2 separate regions of the Hordeum vulgare genome follow, and region 1 is linked to region 2. The links are chromatin contacts, called in public Hi-C maps. All regions are on one chromosome and are shown on one strand. The core of a region is the stretch at or near the end of the contact, and the rest is flanking DNA. Distances in the headings are between cores, read along the strand shown. Region 1 has its middle 90 kb from the start of LOC123409843. Region 2 holds the start of LOC123409843 (probable calcium-binding protein CML29).

Region 1 (5,439 bases), core at 23-2,522, 92 kb before region 2:
CCACCCTCGGGCCCAGCCGTCGACGAGGTCCTACCTCGAGGTTCGGCAACGGCGATGGGGACGTGGGTTGCTGAGATTACGGATCGGGAGACCCCACACCCGTCAGTGGCTCGGTAGCTTCCACACGAATGAGCTCGCGACCATGGTGTACGGCCACTGGCAAGTCCACTACCACGACACGGCGGCTCGACTCAATTTCCCCTTCGACACGCGTCCGATCCACCTCGTCCCACCGGAGCCGGGGATGATTAGCTCGGCTATGGCGCGGGAGGACCACGAGGCGAGGGAGTGCCTTGAGGTCGAGGCCGTCGACGAGGCCTACATGCAAGAGCTCCACCTGCAGCGCGAGGAGCTCGTGGAGGTGGAGCGGATGATCTATGCCCACACCAAGGGCGGCGAGATTATCGTGCTCTCCTCCGTCGACGAGGTTGTATGCCGCGAGGAGGGCGGAGAGGTGGGCAGCGAGGGCGAGAAGATCGACGTGGACGAGTGCACGAGTGTCTTCCCCGACGACGCAAACGTCGATCTTCTTGCCCTCGCTGCCCACCTCTCCGCCCTCCTCGCAAACGTCGGGGAAGACACTCCTGCACTCGTCCACGTCGATCTTCTCGCCCTCGCTGCCCACCTCTCCGCCCTCCTCGCGGCATACACAACAACGGCACCGGCCCGGACCTTGCTCACGGCACACCGTACCTGACGAGGAAGGATTTGCTCGACCTCACCTTCGATCGAAAGTAGTTTAGTTGTTTAGTTCAGTTAAATTTATGTTTTATATTCGGTTGTACAAAACCATTTATATTTATCTTTGAATGCATGCTATTTTCGGTTTAATTTATTTTGAATTTGATTAAATTGAAGTTTACACCATCAAGTCTAGGGGGTTGGCTAGAAACGGCCAAAAATCAATGGAGTATATTTACTCTACCAAGGATTTTAGTCCGTTGATTAAGATATCGGCTAGAGATGGTCTTGGCGTTTCCATGCTTTCACGCATACTTGGATGCAATTGTGGTGGATTTCTGCATTTTAATCTCCGTAGATGGATGTGATAGTTTCGTTTTTCCAAAAAGAAGACATACTCTCTTACCTCTGCAACGATCGACACGTGCAGCCATTTAGATGTGATCACGGCGTGTGGTCTCAACGTGTCAGTTTCACAAATCCGCATCATTTTCGCCAAGTTGGACGGCGGCGTCGCGTCTCCATGCTCCATACATGCATGATGCGTCAGTGAGTGGACAGATGGGAGACGCTTGGCTGGCGCACAGCAGACCGAGCATGCACGCACGCACGTACGCACATTGAACTCGTGGTGGAAATGAGATGACCAGCAGGTCCTTGTCCTGCAATCCTAGCGGTCTCGGGCACATCTCCTTGGACCAGCTCTGCCGCACCCTCTTGTCAAGTGTGGATGCATCATGATGGATGAAGCGTCCTCATCAGGCCAACTCCAAAACCCGGGCACATCTCCTTGGACCAGCTCTGCCGCACCCTCTTGTCAAGTGTGGATGCATCATGGATGGATGCAGCGTTCCTATCAGGTCACCTCCAACGCAAGATCCCATCCGCACGTCTATATCCGAATTTTGTTCGTTTAAAACAGAAAAACGTACATGTTCCTTTATCGTGCTGTCATCGGTGCGTCCAACCGGCTGTCCCGTCCTAAAATGTCTGCGTGTGCAAACTTGGATTTTGTTCAAAAAAAAAAAGGCAAAGCAAGTTGCAAATAATATAAAAAAATTAAATGTCCACACGTCCACACTAACCAAGTTTAATACATTTTATAATTAAACATAAAACATAAAACAAAAAAAAGATAAGGCTGCCATCGTCTTCAGAAACGTCGTCCTACTTGTCGATGTTGCTGGTGAGGTCGACGTACGGAGGCGGCTGTCAAAGGTGGGCTTGCGGCCCCTACCAGACCGGAGGCACTCGTGGCTCCTGCACCACCTTCTCCCGTGGCTCCTGCTCCAACTCGGGTGACTGCGGCATCGTCGCTGACCATAGCCCGACACCCAGCATGTGATCCATCTTCGGTGCCGTGGCCGGCCTACCCCACTACTGGACCAACAGCTATGGGTTCCACGCGGCAAGTGGCGACTCGTTCACAACCTCCTCCTTCATTGCGGCGGCCTGCTCCAGCTCTGGGATGGCCACGTCGCCGGTCGTAGAGAGGGCCAACGCCGCCTCCAGGCCCACCCATTGCCGCTCGTCATGTGTGTGCATGGTGTCCTCAATGACATGCCTCATGAGTTCGGCCTCCTCATCCTCAGTTATTAGAGGTGGTGGTGATGGGGACGGGGACAGAGATGGCGTCAACGTGAGGTCGTGCACACGCGTACGACCACGCATTTGGGGCGGGCTAGCAGCACGTCGCCGGTGTGGGCTAGGTGGACGTCCGGCAAAAACGACTGCCAACGCAGGTGGTGCTCGTCACGGAGCCATGTATCCCATAGCGGCGAGTTCATTTCGTACCTTTGGTCGTTGAGAAGATCCAAAGATAGGCGCGTGAGGCGTCGCTCTATCTCCTCATGGCAGGCACGGCCATTCACCGACACCGTAGGGATTAGCACCATATCCGCGGACAGATGTTAGTAGTGTTGGAAATATGCGCTAGAGGCGATAATGAAGTGGTTTTATTATATTTCCTTGTTCATGATAATCGTTTATTATCCATTCTATAATTGTATTGATCGAAAACTCAAATACGTGTGTGAATACATAGACAACAAAGTGTCCCTAGTAAGCCTCTACAGGACTAGCTCGTTGATCAAAGATGGCTAAGGTTTCCTAGCCATAGACATGAGTTGTCATTTGAGAATGGGAGCACATCATTAGGAGAATGATGTGATGGATATGACCTAAACCGTAAGCATAGCGTTTGATCGTATCAAGTTTACTCCTATTGCTTTCTGCATGTCAATGTATGTGTTTCTATGACCATGAGATCATGCAACTCCCTGACACCGGAGGATTGCCTTGTGTGTATCAAACGTGACAACGTAATTTGGTGATTATAAAGATGCTCTACAGGTATCTCCGAGGGTGTCTGTTGAGTTGGCATGGATCAAAACTGGGATTTGTCACTCCGTATGATGTAGAGGTATATCGGGACCCACTCGGTAATACAGCATCACAATAAGCTTGCAAGCAATGTGACCAAGGAGTTAGTAACGGGATCTTCTATTATGGAATGAGTAAAGAGACTTGCTGGTAATGAGATTAGACTAGGTATGGAGATATCGATGATCGAATCTTGGGCAAATAACATACCGATGGACAAAGAGAATTGCATACGGGATTAGCTGACTCCTTGACATCGTGGTTCGACCGATAAAGATCTTCGTATAATATGTAGGGACCAATGTGGGCATCCAGGTCCCTCTATTGGTTATTGACCATTGAGTTCTCTCGGTCATGTCTGCATAGTTCTCGAACCCGTAGGGTCTGCACCTTTAACGTTCGGTGATGATATAGTATAGTTGGGTTATTGTGTTGGTGATCGAAGGTTGTTTGGAGTCCCGGAAGATATCCCGGACTTGTTGAGGAGCTTTAGAATGGTCCAGAGGTAAAGATTGATATATGGAAAGTTGGTATTCAAGTTCCAAAAGAGTTTCATATGGTTACCAGTTTTGTGACGGAGGTTCCGAAAGAGTTCCAGGGGTCCACCGGGAGGGTCCACCTATCCCAAAGGGCCCCATGGGTTGTGAGAGGTGATGCACCAGCTCCTGGTGGGCTGGCCGCCCCTCCCACCTATGGCCCATGCGGCCAAGGAGGTGGGCTGGTCCAGAGGTGGTCGCTGCCCCACCCAACTTGGGTGGGGGGGCAAACCACCTTGGTGGACGATACCCTACCCAAGGGGAAACCCTAGGGTGCCACCCCTCCTCCCTCCCCCCTATATATACTAGAGGAGAGGGAGGGCAGCCGCACCTGAAAATGACACGGTGCAACCCCTCTCTCTCTCTCTCTCTATCTATCTATCTATCTCGTAGTTCTTCTCACTCGCTTCTGTCCTAGCACTGCTTGGCAAAGCCGTGATGGGACAGCTCCACCACCATGGCCACCAAATCATTGTGCTGCTAGAGAACTCAAGCTACTAATTCACATTCTCTCGCTGGATCGAGGAGGCGAAGGCGTCATCGAGCTGTATGTGTGTTGAACGTAGAGGTGTAGTCCGTTCGGCATTTGATCGAGACGTTCGTGATCAGATCACGGGGTGAATCATGGTTGGATCGCAAAGACGTTCAACTACATCAACCACATTTCTTAAAGCTTCCTCTTAGCGATCTACCAGAATATGTAGATGCACTCTCACTCTCATAGTTGTTGATCTCCATAGGTAGATCTTGGGTGAGCGTAGGAATTTTTTTGTTTCCCATGTGACGTTCCCCAACAGTGGCATCATGAGTTAGGTCTATGGTTAGATAACATGCACGAGTAGAACACAAAGTGTTTGTTGACGTTGATGTTCAGATTTCTTACTTCCTTAGTCTTATCTTGATTCGGCGGTATTGCGGGGTGAGGTGTCCCGGACCAACCTTACTCGTCCACATACGAGAGACCGGTTCCACGGACTGACATGTAACTTGGTTGCATAAAGATGGCTTCCGGGTGTTTGTCTCTCCCACTTTAGTTGAATCGGATTCGACAGAGGCAATCCTTGTGGAAGGTTAAATAGCATCTTGAATATCATCGTTGTGGCTTTGAGTAGATAAGAATGGTTCTCAATAGTTACCCATAGCGGCCACGTAAAACATGCAACAACAAAGTAGAGGACGTCTAACTTGTTTTTGCATGGTATGTTGTGATATGATACGGCCAAAGACATGATGAGATATATGTGATGTACGAGATGATCATGTTTTGAATAGATTATCATGACTTGCCTGTCGATGAGTATGGCAACCGACAGGAGCCATAGGGTTGTCTTTAATTAATTTGTGCCTTATTACTTTACTTTATTGTTATAAGTTAACAATAGTTGTAGAAGCATAGTTGGTGCGACAACCCTAATGGTGACACGATGATGGAGATCATGGTGTCATGTCGGTGAAGATGGAGAACATGTCGGTGCTTTGGAGATGGAGACCAAAAGCATAAGATAACAATGGCCATATCATGTCACTTTTATGATTTACATGTGATGTTAATTCTTTTATGCATCTTATTTTTCTTAGGACGACGGTAACATTATAAGATGACCACTCACTAAAATTTTAAGATAAAATTGTGTTCTTACCAAGTGTGCACCGTTGCGTAGGTTCTTCGTTTCTAAGCACCACGTGATGACCAGGTGTGATAGACTCTACCACTACTGAAGTATGGTCTAAACGCGACAATACAATCAGAGACCCTTCGATGAAACTGTGTGTGATGCATTAGTTGCAAACGGTGTTGTGAAAAAACTTTCAAAAAGATGAAAAACATTTGTGGCGGCAG
Region 2 (5,052 bases), core at 1,429-3,928:
CGCTCGAGGTCTGCCGCTTGGTCCACGCTCTAGGTCCGTCGCTCCACATCCAACGCCTCCATCGCTCACATACAACACTGACACGCATAGATCCAGCGTCCCCACACACTTCTATCGCATAGAAGCTCATCACTGGCGCAAAAAAATCGATCTTTTCACCATCGGACTCACTGGTACATACGGTGGTGGGGAGAAAATGGATGGTGGAAGGGGTCAACGACGTCGAGAGGGTGAGGCAGAGGGGAGGCCGACATCGAGGAGAAGTGGCACACGGGAGGTTAGCGATGGGGCCGCGGGCCACCGATGAGCGAAGCTAGGAGTGGAACTGAAGAGAGTGCGCTGGAGAGCGAGTGGTGCAAGTGAGCAAGCAATGATGTGGGAGGGCAAATTGGAAAAGTGAAAAAAAATTGTAACATGGTGGAAATTACACTACCATCGCTAAAACGGCCTACATTTGAAAATAGAGGGAGTAGTAGAGAGTAAATGCAGCCCCCTTTAAGCTTGTCAAAACCATCTCAGTGAGCTGAGGTGGGACTAAATTTTAGAATTTGTACCGGCAATGTGAAACACTAATGGACTTCACTAGGGAGCAGCGCTAGACATTAGTTTTCCCATGTGACGGCTTTCTTCCATCAATTCTTTACATGCATGCAATATTACACGAGCATGACATCAGTAAATGTTCTTTTTATTTTGCATTTAAAAAGATTTATCTTTCAAGCCGTTATCTTAATTAATGATCTGCTTTCATCATTGATTTTTTTGCGACAAGATCTTTAAAAATAGATCCCATGTCGCTATGTTTCGATAACTTTTATTTTCGTCGGTACTTGTCAGATTACTATCTCTTACTTGTCGTATTATTTGTCACATAGTTCTCACACTAAATCAACTTGATTATGAGGCTTATGAATGTTGATATACTCCATTAAAAAACTTGATTCATTGTACTTGTGCGTTCATGCGTTTACTTGCTTATTGTTAGTTCTCTAATACCCACTTTTTAGCTTCACATAACATTGCAATGCTTAACAAGTATAAAATTATTGCCCCCATAACTATGTATAATTTTTGTGACAATTATAGACCCATAAGATAACAACTATGATGACATAAATGTGACAACTAGAAACGACGAAAAAAAATCAATGAAACATGTCAACATGAGATCTTATTTTGAAGGTCTCGTCGAGACGAACCTAACAGTAAAGACGGATCTCCGATCAAATTATTAATCTGTAAGATAAATCATTTTTAAAATTTAAGAAAGCATTTAATGCAATGATGTAAGCTTCAGGTAAAAGATTGTTGCATGTGCATGAGGCTATGCGAGCCGTTGCATGCAAAAGTTATGGTGGGGCGCTTTTCTTTAAATTTTCCCAACACTAATAGAAATAGGCCGAATGAATTTGCTTCTTGAATACTGGGCCGTTTCGGCTGGCTCGTCTAGCCCAACACACGTTGTATATCAAAACAAATCATACGCAACAAACTTTTCTGACCCGAGGAAAACCCTTTGGTTTGTACTCTTCCTATTTCTATATAGGTAGAACTCGTTGGTTTGTACTTTGTAGGAATGGATTTCTATTCCTACATAAGATTGATTTTTATTCTTTACATTTCATAAGAAAAAATGTATTAGCTCAGATCTATGGAAAAAATTCCTATCGTATGAACCAAATGACATATCTTTTTTTTTCTATAAGATCGAAAATACAATTTGACTAGTGGGAGCACGTGCTCGTATACTCATTGCAAGACATCAGAAACTCTCATGTATCCATCCTTTTATGGTACTCCAGCCCGGTGCAGAAACAGTGCCCACAACTCTCCGAACGTGCTTATATGCTTATTAATCGATAATCATTACTGTACATCGCAGTAGGCAGTGCACAACTTCATGTTTATGCACGCGCTCTAGCTGGCTCAGTACGTACGCAGCTCGACCCTAGAGCAGGTCAGCCATGAGCTTGAACTCCTCGACGCTGATGGCGCCGTCGCCGTCCCCGTCCATGCACGCGATGATCTCCGCGCAGTCCTCGGCGCTGGCGGTGCCCATGAGCCCCAGCACCCTGGCGAGCTCGTCGGCGCCCAGCGCGCCGTCGGGCCCCGCGAAGGACTCCAGCGCCGGGACGGCGGCCTGCAGCAGCTCGCCGAGCGCGCCCAGGCCGAGCTCGCCGGCGTTCATCACGTCCAGGAACTCCTCCACGCAGAGCCGGCCGTCACGGTCGGCGTCGGCGCGCGCCAGCATGTCCCGCGCCTCCGCCTCCGACTTGTCGAGGCCCAGGGAGGCCAGGAGGCCCCGGAGCTCGGGGGCAGTGACGAGGCCGTCGTTGTCGGAGTCGAACGCCTGGAAAGCCTCCACGAGCCTGCTGATGTAGCTCAGCGCCTCGAAGTCCACCGTCAGCGGCTGCGGCTGCTGCTGCGCCGACGGCCGGCGGCCAGGCGTCGCCATCGCGTTGGCGAGAGCGAACTAGACCGTGAGAGACTGCTCTTGGTTGGAGCTCGGTTCGCTTGCATGGACGGCCTTAAGAAGGCGAGGACGAGTGCAGCCGAATCTGAATCTCGGCCGCTTTGTGTCGACATGGAATGGAACACTAGTGGAGGCGCATCTTGTTCTCGGCGTTGGCAATGGCAGCAGGATAAGGCTTCTGGATTCTGGTGTGATAGCGTGGACGACGATGGGTTCTAGGTGGAGTGGAGCTGGACTAGTTCGCGTTTCATTTTGGATGACCACAAACTTCTGAAAATCCCCCGAAGAATGTGTATTTGAACTTTAGGGTCTCCACACCGTGCCACCGGGCCAATTGACTAACCATTGACCCATGTGCTTGTGTTAGCATCTCTAAAAGACCCCGTAAAAAAGAATACAAAATGGATTCACAGGTCGCTACGGAGCGATTTTGCGGCACCATTTCATGCGTCAAAGATTAGATCCCGTATATAACACTGTAAAATTTGAAAAAAAAAATGTTGGCCCGAAGCAACTACTACATCATTCATCGAACTATAGCACGGTTCTTGCAAAAACTACATCAGTTCTTCATCAAACTACATTAGTTCTTCATACTACTACTAGGTAAGGGGACCTGCGGGCCGTGCAGCGTACCCAACTCAATGCTACCAGAACGACGGGTGCGGCGGCGACAACGCGGCGGAGGAGACGAAGGAGCTTACTCCTCGTCGGAGTTGGAGTCGAGGTCGATCCAGATCTTGTCCTACTCTGCCTTCAGGACGCGCAGGTCCGTCTCCTTCGACGCGCTCGCCTGCGACGCCGTGACCCCTTGCTCGAGCAAGGTCTGCTCGATCTCGAGCTCGCGTCGGTTGTGCGTGGCGTCCTCCGCCGCCTCCCTCACCGAGCGCTCCATGTTGGCGTGCATGAGGTGATCCTCTTGCCTCGGGGAAAGATAATCCTCGAGGCTGATGACCCCTCTACGCAGTTCGCCGGCGTCGTCCTCGAGCTTGACGGTGAGCGGTCCGAGCTCCTCCGCCCTTCTCTTCACCGGAGTGATGGTCCGCGAGGACGAGGCGCCGAAGGAGCCGATGCATCGAGTAGCGAGCTCGTGCTCGTACTCCTCGAGCTCCCGGCATTCGAAAGCCGGAGGCGGCCGGAGGTCATACTTCAGCCACCTCTGTGATCCCCACTTGCGTGCGGCGTCGGAGACGCGGCGGCGACGGCGCTCGGCATCATCCCCTCCATTTCTGTGGCCGTCCAGGGTCGGGACAGTCCGCTGGTGGTTTTTTTGTCTCGTCGGCGGCGAGAAATTAGGGTGGAGTGGGAGTTGAATCGCGGCGGAGGATAGGGTTCGATCCGTAAACGCGATGTAAAACCGCATATATGCCAGTTCGAGGGGTCTTTTTGCGGGACGCGGTTAAACTTTTACAGCCCGGATGCGCGATACGGGGTCTGTTCTGGCCATTAAAACGGATCGAACCCATATACTCGCCGAAATTTTATAGGTTTGATCCTTTTACGGGGTGTGCTAGAGATGCTCTTAGGACCCCGTACGTGTGAAAAGAAAGTGTATTTGTATTTGATCGTTGACGCATGAACCAGGTAGCCAATGACTTTTAGACAACAATTCAAGAATGGGTCCAAATTGAATTTGAATAATTGTTCGTTAGTTTGAAACATGGATTAGGAAAAAAATCAACAAGTCAAAGATAATAATGTGTACAAATTCCAGAAAAGTTGTCAATATGAAATATGTTCACGAACTCGAAAAATTTCATGGCGTAAAAAATCACGAAATTTGAAAATTTTCATGAATTAAGGAAATCTTCACAAACTTCAAAAGGTTTCGGCTCAAAAAAATTATTCACAATTCAATTAAGCTAGTGAACCTGACAAACTTGACGGATTATGAAAAATGCAAGAATAAAATAAAATGATAGAATAGAAAAAGGCAGGGAAACCAAAGGAAACCTAGCCCAAAAAAACCTGAACAAAATAAAAAATGGTTAGAAAATCCCGGTCGAAAGCTTCTAGAAGGTTTTCCGAACCAGACTGGGTAGAGAAAAAAAAGGAGAAACTACATGAGCCAAACGTATGTAAGCGCTGTGTACAATTAACACAAAGCTCTGGCACTATAGGCAGATCTATTCCTTATGTACGGTGAGGTATCTTTCCCTAATCTCCCCTCTTCCCTAATAATAAAGCAACTAAGCGAGAGCCTTGCGATATGGACTTCTCTTCGCCAGCGAGGTGAGTGTGCAACAGATCATTATGGAGTCTGATTGTCAGGATGTGATTGACACCTTGTTACTCGACGGCAATTCACTAGGTCCAACGGCGGCAGTATACGAAGAGTGCTCCTTCCTCGCCAAGAACTTTTTTCTGATCCAATTTGCTTTCTGCCCAAGAAAAGCAAATATGGTAGCTCATACCCTAGCTAGGTTTGCCGAACCCACTAGAACTATAAAGTGAATGGAGGAGTCTCTAGGCTTCCTCATTGATACATTAGCTAATGATGTAAGTGTTTTTTCACATGAAATATAAAAGCCGTCAGGCTTTCCCCGCTCAAAAAAATAAAATAAAAAATAAAGCAACTA

What was found. Hi-C and Micro-C count contacts between places; a contact is called where the count stands out from the background.
Region 1: a Hi-C map of leaf shows a contact between it and region 2, with 5 times the contacts expected there. The contact joins the enhancer-like site here to the promoter of LOC123409843 in region 2. A contact is called at or near these places in 3 of 6 Hi-C or Micro-C datasets (leaf and seedling).

What each region holds. Positions count from the first base shown.
Region 1 is chr7H:575,778,519-575,783,957 of MorexV3_pseudomolecules_assembly, reverse strand. No RefSeq gene overlaps it. Among protein-coding and RNA genes, the nearest start is that of LOC123409843, 90 kb to the right of the region's middle. Within about 2 kb of position 1,272, at least 3 of the 3 cell types and tissues checked have open chromatin away from gene starts, as enhancers often do. A contact at or near this core is called in leaf and seedling, where this site is marked.
Region 2 is chr7H:575,688,621-575,693,672 of MorexV3_pseudomolecules_assembly, reverse strand. It overlaps LOC123409843 (probable calcium-binding protein CML29), which reads right to left and starts at 2,678. Exons shown (of 1, transcript XM_045102714.1): 1 at 1,753-2,678. The coding sequence starts at 2,455. The coding sequence ends at 1,949.